Linked DNA regions of Arachis hypogaea: region 2 is linked to region 1. The links are chromatin contacts, called in public Hi-C maps. All regions are on one chromosome and are shown on one strand. Each heading gives the region's core, a stretch centred on a gene start, on an enhancer-like site or on the middle of the called end of the contact. The rest is flanking DNA. Distances are from core to core; before and after follow the strand shown.

Region 1 (3,506 bases), core at 89-2,588:
GCAAAGGGTAAGCTAAAAAATCATGCAATATAACCTTTTATAAAGCTGTGAGGTTAACCACAACTGATAAATAATGGTAATTACACTTGATAATCCAATTAACTAGGTTGTCATTTTACTGGTTAGTTTGAGTGATGATAATTCGCATCAACAAATATAGCATTTTTTATCCTTTTATAGGAAAACATACAAGTATTTCTTTTTTTAGAAGAAAAGAGCATACAAGTCTGTAAGTAATTTTTAGAAGAAACATTATTTAGCTACCAGATTAGTCATACGATTCAAACCTTGATTCACATAGAACAAACAAAAATATCAATTACACAAGTTACAAAAATATGCAAACACAATTCAGTAACAAATGCCTTAAATTTCCTAATCTGATTGAAGTTTGCAAGATAAAAGTTTAATCAATTGCAATTAGAAAAATCATGACATCACATCAGTCATTAGCATCCTCATTTCAAAACTTTTTTCATATCTAAATCATTTTTAAAATCAAAATATTCAAAATCTGAAAATTCTAACAGTGTATCATTGTTTATAATCCATAACATTATATTGACAAATTTCACAACAGAAAGAACTAATTTAAAAACCTAACAAAATACGCTATCACCATTTCTTAATATGCCTAACTAGCAATTAGAAATTATATCAAGACAAAAAAGTATTCAAATTGAATACCTTCTTCTCCTCCTTGGCAGGTGCGGCTTCAGCAGCACCACCGGCGGCGGCACCGCCAGCAGGAGCTGCGACGGCGACGGCACCACCGCCACCAGATCCGGCGTTCAAGACGAGATCCTCGATGTTCCTCTTCTGAGCAAGCTTTGCGAAGAGGCTGGGCCAGAATGCCTCAACTGTAACATTAGCAGCCTTCAACAAAGTGTTAATCTTCTCCGCCTGAACGAACACACAAAAACGACAACAAATTGTTACAAGACGCAGAAGAGAGAGATCTAAAACATAATGCGGTTGAATGAATTGAAATGAGAATAGAGAGAAAGTACTAACAGTGATTGGGATCTCTTCGTCGTGGAGAATCAAAGAGGCATAGGTGCAGCCCAACTCGCTGGAACCCATTGCAGAGCAAGTGAATCGTTTGAAGCTAGGAATGCGCCTGGTGCTCTGAACTGCAACGTTGGCTAGGGTTTTTACTTCTTCAGCTGTGCAGGTCTATATATAGTAGTGATACTCATGTTCATTGGGTTTCCCTATTTTTTTTATTTTTTGAGGTTTTCTTTTTCTTTTCGTCTTTTTTTTTATATTATTTTTGTGGTTTGAGCAAATTATGGGTTGGGCTGTGTTTGGACTATGTACTTTTAACAGATGGGTCATCAGTACTTGGATTTCGTAGTTGGGCTTATTAAGGCCATGGAGAATTATGCCAATCCAAAACTTCAGAGAGCTTTAGCCCAAAATAGTTCCAGAGCCAAAAACAGACAAAAAGGATCTCTCTTGTACTAGCGACCAAATCTTTACCAGTGATCCTCCAATTCATAGCTTTCACCAATTTGATGATTGTACTGTTGTAGTCCGTAAATTGAGCTTAGGACATCATGATCCCTCAATCCCTTTTCAACTCAATAAACACGCTGATGAACACTCTCTTGTTATGCTGGACTAATGTGAAATAACAACAATTTTATTTTAGTCTTGGAGTTCAATCTCAACAACTACGGTAGTGTAATTAAGATCTTAGAGATTAAATTGATAAAAAAGAGAGCACTGTAAAAATTTATAGTCTTGCGCTAACACTCACATGTTTTACTTGATTCAACTATTTCATTGTGACGAAGTCCGAACTTTGAAAACAAACGCTAGGGAATGATATAAGCTTATACGGCTTCCGTGATCCACAGTGGGAGCTTGAAAAAAAAAATTTAAGGAAACCCAAATTTAACATAAAAATTACATAATAGTAATATTTATATTAAAATAAAATTTATAAACATAATTATTTTTAATTTTGTTACTAATAAGATAATAAATAAATAATTTTACGGATAAAAAATATAAAATAATTTATAATGATATTTTTCGAATATTGAGTGATTTAAAATTTATAATACTTATTGAATATTATTTTTAGTTAAAAGACATTTAATTAAAAAATCAATAAATATAAAATAATACTAAATTACAACAACAATAAAGCCTCGTTCCATTAGGTGGAGCCGGTTACATTAATCAAACAACGCCACTGAACTCTATCATGTATTATATCTATAGAGAGACCATTTATATGTAGATCTCGTTTGACCACTTCATGGATGGTCTTATAGGTCTTCCTCTACCTTTCACTCCTTGACCATCTTCAATCTCATCCACCCTCCTGACTGGGTGTTTTGTCGGTTTTCTTTTTACATGTCCGAACCACCTGAGACGCGATTCTACCATCTTTTCCACAATAGATGCTACTCCAACCTTCTCTCTTATATCTTCATTCCTTATTCTATCCAATTGCGTATGACCACTCATCCATCTCCACATCTTCATCTCTGCTACACTTAGCTTATGTTCGTGCAACCCTTTGACCGCCCAACACTCTGTACCATAAAGTATAACCAGTCTGATAGCGGTGTGATAGAATTTACCTTTAAGTTTTAAAGGCACTTTTTTGTTACATATAAAATCAGATGCACTCCGCCATTTTGACCAACGTACTTGGATCCTATGATTTACATCCTGTTCAATCTCTCCATTATCCTGTATGATGCACCTAAGATACTTAAAACTCTTAACTTTTTGTAGGATGTTATCTCCAATCTTCACCTCTATATTAGGGTTTTACCTTCGTAAGCCAAACTTACATTTCATATATTCTGTCTTGCTACGGCTTATGCACAGACCATACACTTCTAGAGCTTCTCTCTATAACTCCAACTTCTTATTTAGGTCTTCCGTTGACTCTCCCATAAGGACGATATCATCGGCAAAAAGCATGCATCATGGTACAGGCTCTTGGATATGCTCTGTGAATACTTCCAAGACTAATGTGAAAAGGTATGGATTTAAGGATGATCCCTGGTGTAATCCTATACCAATAGGAAATTCCTTTGTCACACCACCTTGAGTCTTCACACTAGTTGTAACCCCATCATACATGTCTTTAATTGCACGCATATATGTGATCCTTACTCTCTTCTTTTCTAAAACCTTTCATAAAACCTCCCTTGACACTCTTTCGTACGCTTTTTTCCAAATCAATAAACACCATATGTAGATCCTTTTTATTACCATGATACCTCTCCATCATCCTTCTTAACATGTATATCGCTTCAGTGATGGATCTTCCTAGCATAAAACCAAATTGGTTCTCAATTACTTGTGTCTCATGTCTCAGCCTTCGTTCTATCACCCTTTCCATAACTTCATGGTATGGCTCATGATCCCTCTATGATTTTCGCAACTTTGTATATCCCCTTTATTCTTGTAGATAGGTACCAAGGTGTTCTTTCTCCACTCATCTGGCATCTTCTTAAACTTTAAAATCTCATTAAAAA
Region 2 (3,709 bases), core at 1,098-3,597, 150 kb after region 1:
TTTCGATAATCAGCACACATAATCAATTATAAAAGTTAACTTGAATACATAAACCAGCTTTGAAGAATTTGCACCTTCCGTATCCACTGCACTTTGATGGTTCCAGTAGTGGGACACTCTTGTATCATTGTTGACTTTGCAAGCATGTCATCCCATCTGGGCCGAAACTCATCATCCCAGAATAAATCCCTTACAATTTCAGGAGTAGCATCTTCAAACACAGTTCTACTTCTGTATTCGGGAGGACCATCCTACCAAACCAAGTCGAAAATCAGTAAACCAAACTGATAAATTGCAAGTGACGCAAGACCTTATAAATAAATATCGACACAAATCGTCAATCACATAAGAGCAGGTCAAATCCAATACACAAATTGAAGTGGAACTAACTAATAAACCTCAACAAATTAGCAGAATAAGTGAAATACCTTTGGTTCTCTGCGCCATGCTTGGTAATCCATGTTCGGAGTAGAGCGATCCATCATCATCATCCAGGGGAGACCCCCATCTTTCTCCTCCACGAGCTGCCACAGGTGATGTAAATCCTCCATAGTAACAGCATTAGATGTTTCTCCACTAGAATTTAAGGCACTGCATAGTAATGTCACAAGTATGTTAATCCTTGAACCAAAAAAGACACACACAAATACATGCGGCAAAAAGACTACAAAAAAATAAACAAATAAAACAATTGATAAGTCGATGATTATCCCACCAAACTAACATATCCTGATGTAATTATCTGGTCAGGCTTCACACATTTCACCATTGGGTCCGGTCCTTCCCTGGACCCGTGTTAACGCGGGATGCTTGTGCACCGGGCTCTCCTTTTTTATAGTTAGATTATGCAGAATTAAGTGGCTTAAATATTTCGTTACAATTCTTTCTTTCAAGAAGAGTACTCCGCAAAACTACTAATTAAGCCACGTTTTATCACCAGAGTTTAACGGGTTTTTAGACAAAGGTTTGACACACACAACCAAGAAAAACCGAAGATTCAATCTTCAAAGTTGTCACATAAAATAACTTCAAAACAATCTAAGTCAACATCTGAATTTTCTTGTCCCTGTTATGAATAACGTTTCTATTCCAATAACGTAAACGATTTCAAATAATATATTCAACGAGCGGATGAATGCAGCATACCTGCTAGTGTTATCAATTTTCATTGGCAATGAAGAAGAGCCTTTCTTATCCATCCCTTTCACAAGCATAGATTTATTAACAGCTAATGATTCTGGATTTGGAGCCTGCATTTTAATAGAAGTAAGGCTTGGAGAAGAAGCATAGGCCTTCAAAGGTGACAAAATAGACTTGGAAGGTGAAGAAGAAGATGATGATGAAGACGAGCCAATAAATTTTCCTTTCGCTAGGCTCGCCCAATTGGGTTTCCATACCCATCCAATTAGAACACCAAAAAGAAATGCTACCCATATTGGACCAAGAAACATTGCTACACCTATGCATACACCCAAGATTGCAGGGTTCTCCAACATATCATGAACATATTGTGACAAAGCCATGGCAACAATAACAAACAATTCTTTCTTCAAAATTCAACAAAAAGAAAGATAGAAATACCCTCCTTTTTTTTATTGATAGGTTAAAGGGGTTTGCAACAAGAAGGAGCTGTAGAAGATTTTAGGTGAAGGTATAACAAATTCAGACACGGTAAACAGAAAAGCAAGCAACTTTGGCGAAAAATTAGAGAAAGATTAGGATGAAGGTTAAGGGGTAGTGGTGGTTGTTGGAAGAAAAAAGTGATTAAGACATGAAGGGTTCAAATAAGAGCAGAAGAAGAAGAAGAAGAAGAAGAAGAAGAGAGGTTGTGTTGTCTTGTCTTGGGTTTCAATTTTCATCCAACAACGACGCCGTCGTGTTGGCGAGGCATGATGGTAAAAACGTTACCAATGGCGGTGGTTTATGTGTGTTATTATCTTCTTCTTTGTTGTTGTTGTTGTTGTTATTTGAGATGTTTTCTTTGTTGGGATTGGATTATTGGTGGATGAGAATTGAGGAAAGAGATAAGTGTGAGAGAGGAACCAATGGGCGTTTTGGGGAATAAATAAGAAGCCAAATATAAATAAAAGGAAGGGGAAAATGGTGGTGGGAATTGGGAATTTGAGAAAAGGAAGAAGATGCGTGTGAATTGGAAGCTACTATTACTATGTTATTGTTGTTCGTTGAAAGCGAGGGTTTGGAGCTTGCTAAGTCTAACGTGTTTCCAATTGACGGTGTTTGTTGGTTCGGTCTTAAAAATTGATTGAAATATTTAAAAAAAAAATGAATGGAGGTAACACAAAGCTATATCAAAGTACTAGTACTACATTGGTTTATATAAATTAAGCAATCATATAGTAAGTGGCTACTATGGTCTATGGACACGCCAAGGCCTTCACGTTTTGTGAAACTCGTTTTTCTTGCGTTTCTTATGTCGAGTTTAACACTTTACCCTACATTAATGTAATTGATAACATCTTCAACATCATATATACCATATGGTATTTTGAATAAAAAAAGCTTCATAACAACGTTTTTCATAGAGAATTGTTTGAATGTGGTCCTTACAAACCACAGACCACTGCATTTGTTTTATTCTATTTTAACTTTAATATGTACATTGTACTGTACCAAATCTTGCAACATAATCACCTATCTGGTTGCTGCACCGGCCAGTGTGCTTAGGGTTTAGTCCTTTCCAAGTTTACATATTTTTACCGCAAATTAATTTTACTACGACTGCATACTTGGTGAAATACAATTGTGTGATAATAGAGGGGGATATTTCTTGAGTATGAAGGAAACAAGAATTCGGACTCTCTGATTTTTTCTAAAATAAAAAATAGTGTCATTTAACAATAAATCGGACTATAAAATTTTTTTAACAAAAATAAAAAATTAAAATTAAAATTTCTTTTCTCAACCAATAAAAAAAAGTGAAATCGCACTCTCTTATTTCCCTTTTTGAAAACAGTTTTTATAGTATTGAAAAATCATAAAAAATTAAAATTTTTTATCCAATTTTTACTTCAAGTTATTAGTTACTAGAAGAAACATTATTATTCATTTAATGGCACTATGCATAAAATAAAGAGTAATTCACTAATAAAATAAATGCAGTTTAAAATTGTACAGATATTCTAAATTAGAATTAATTATACACCCAGTTTTAAACGTATTTATTTAAATCAAATAACATAATTCGATTTTACCTATTTACATGTAAATTAAATAGGCAAATTCGAATTAGCATGTGTTTCACTTGATTTCTGGTAACCTCAACAAAGTTTCTCGACAGGGTGTCGAATCAAGCTTGTATCAAGATTTCAAGTATCGAGGAGCAAATACGACTCCTTTGAAAAAGAGTAGGCCCGACTTGGGAATTATTTAGTGTTTGTGTCGAAACGTATGAGATGCTTGAATTGTGGCAAATAATAAAGAATTGTAATAAAACAGATGAAGCTTAAAAATTGCAATTGAAAGAAAGCAAAATGCTCGAAGAACAGAACTAAAAACTAAAATACGTAAAGCAAATAATGAAAAGAAAACAAATAAATGAAAAGAAACAGAAAAAAGAAGATAAAAGAAAAGCAAATAAAAGTGGACTTCCAACACTCACATGCACTTGTGCTCCATAGTCTTCCATTGCATTGCTGGGACTGAGAATTTTGGCAGAGGTTTATTTGTGATGATTTAGTATTTTTGAAGA

Evidence for each region. Hi-C and Micro-C count contacts between places; a contact is called where the count stands out from the background.
Region 2: a contact with region 1 is called in a Hi-C map of leaf, with 2.9 times the contacts expected there. The contact joins the promoter of LOC112782483 here to the promoter of LOC112783815 in region 1. A contact is called at or near these places in 4 of 8 Hi-C or Micro-C datasets (leaf and an unstated tissue).

The regions. Positions count from the first base shown.
Region 1 is chr20:93,854,080-93,857,585 of arahy.Tifrunner.gnm2.J5K5, forward strand. LOC112783815 (large ribosomal subunit protein P1) reads right to left here and starts at 1,339. Exons shown (of 3, transcript XM_025826887.2): 1 at 1,015-1,339; 2 at 688-903. The coding sequence starts at 1,083.
Region 2 is chr20:94,006,850-94,010,558 of arahy.Tifrunner.gnm2.J5K5, forward strand. It overlaps LOC112782483, which reads right to left and starts at 2,348. Exons shown (of 6, transcript XM_025824880.3): 1 at 1,147-2,348; 2 at 429-591; 3 at 75-251. The coding sequence starts at 1,523.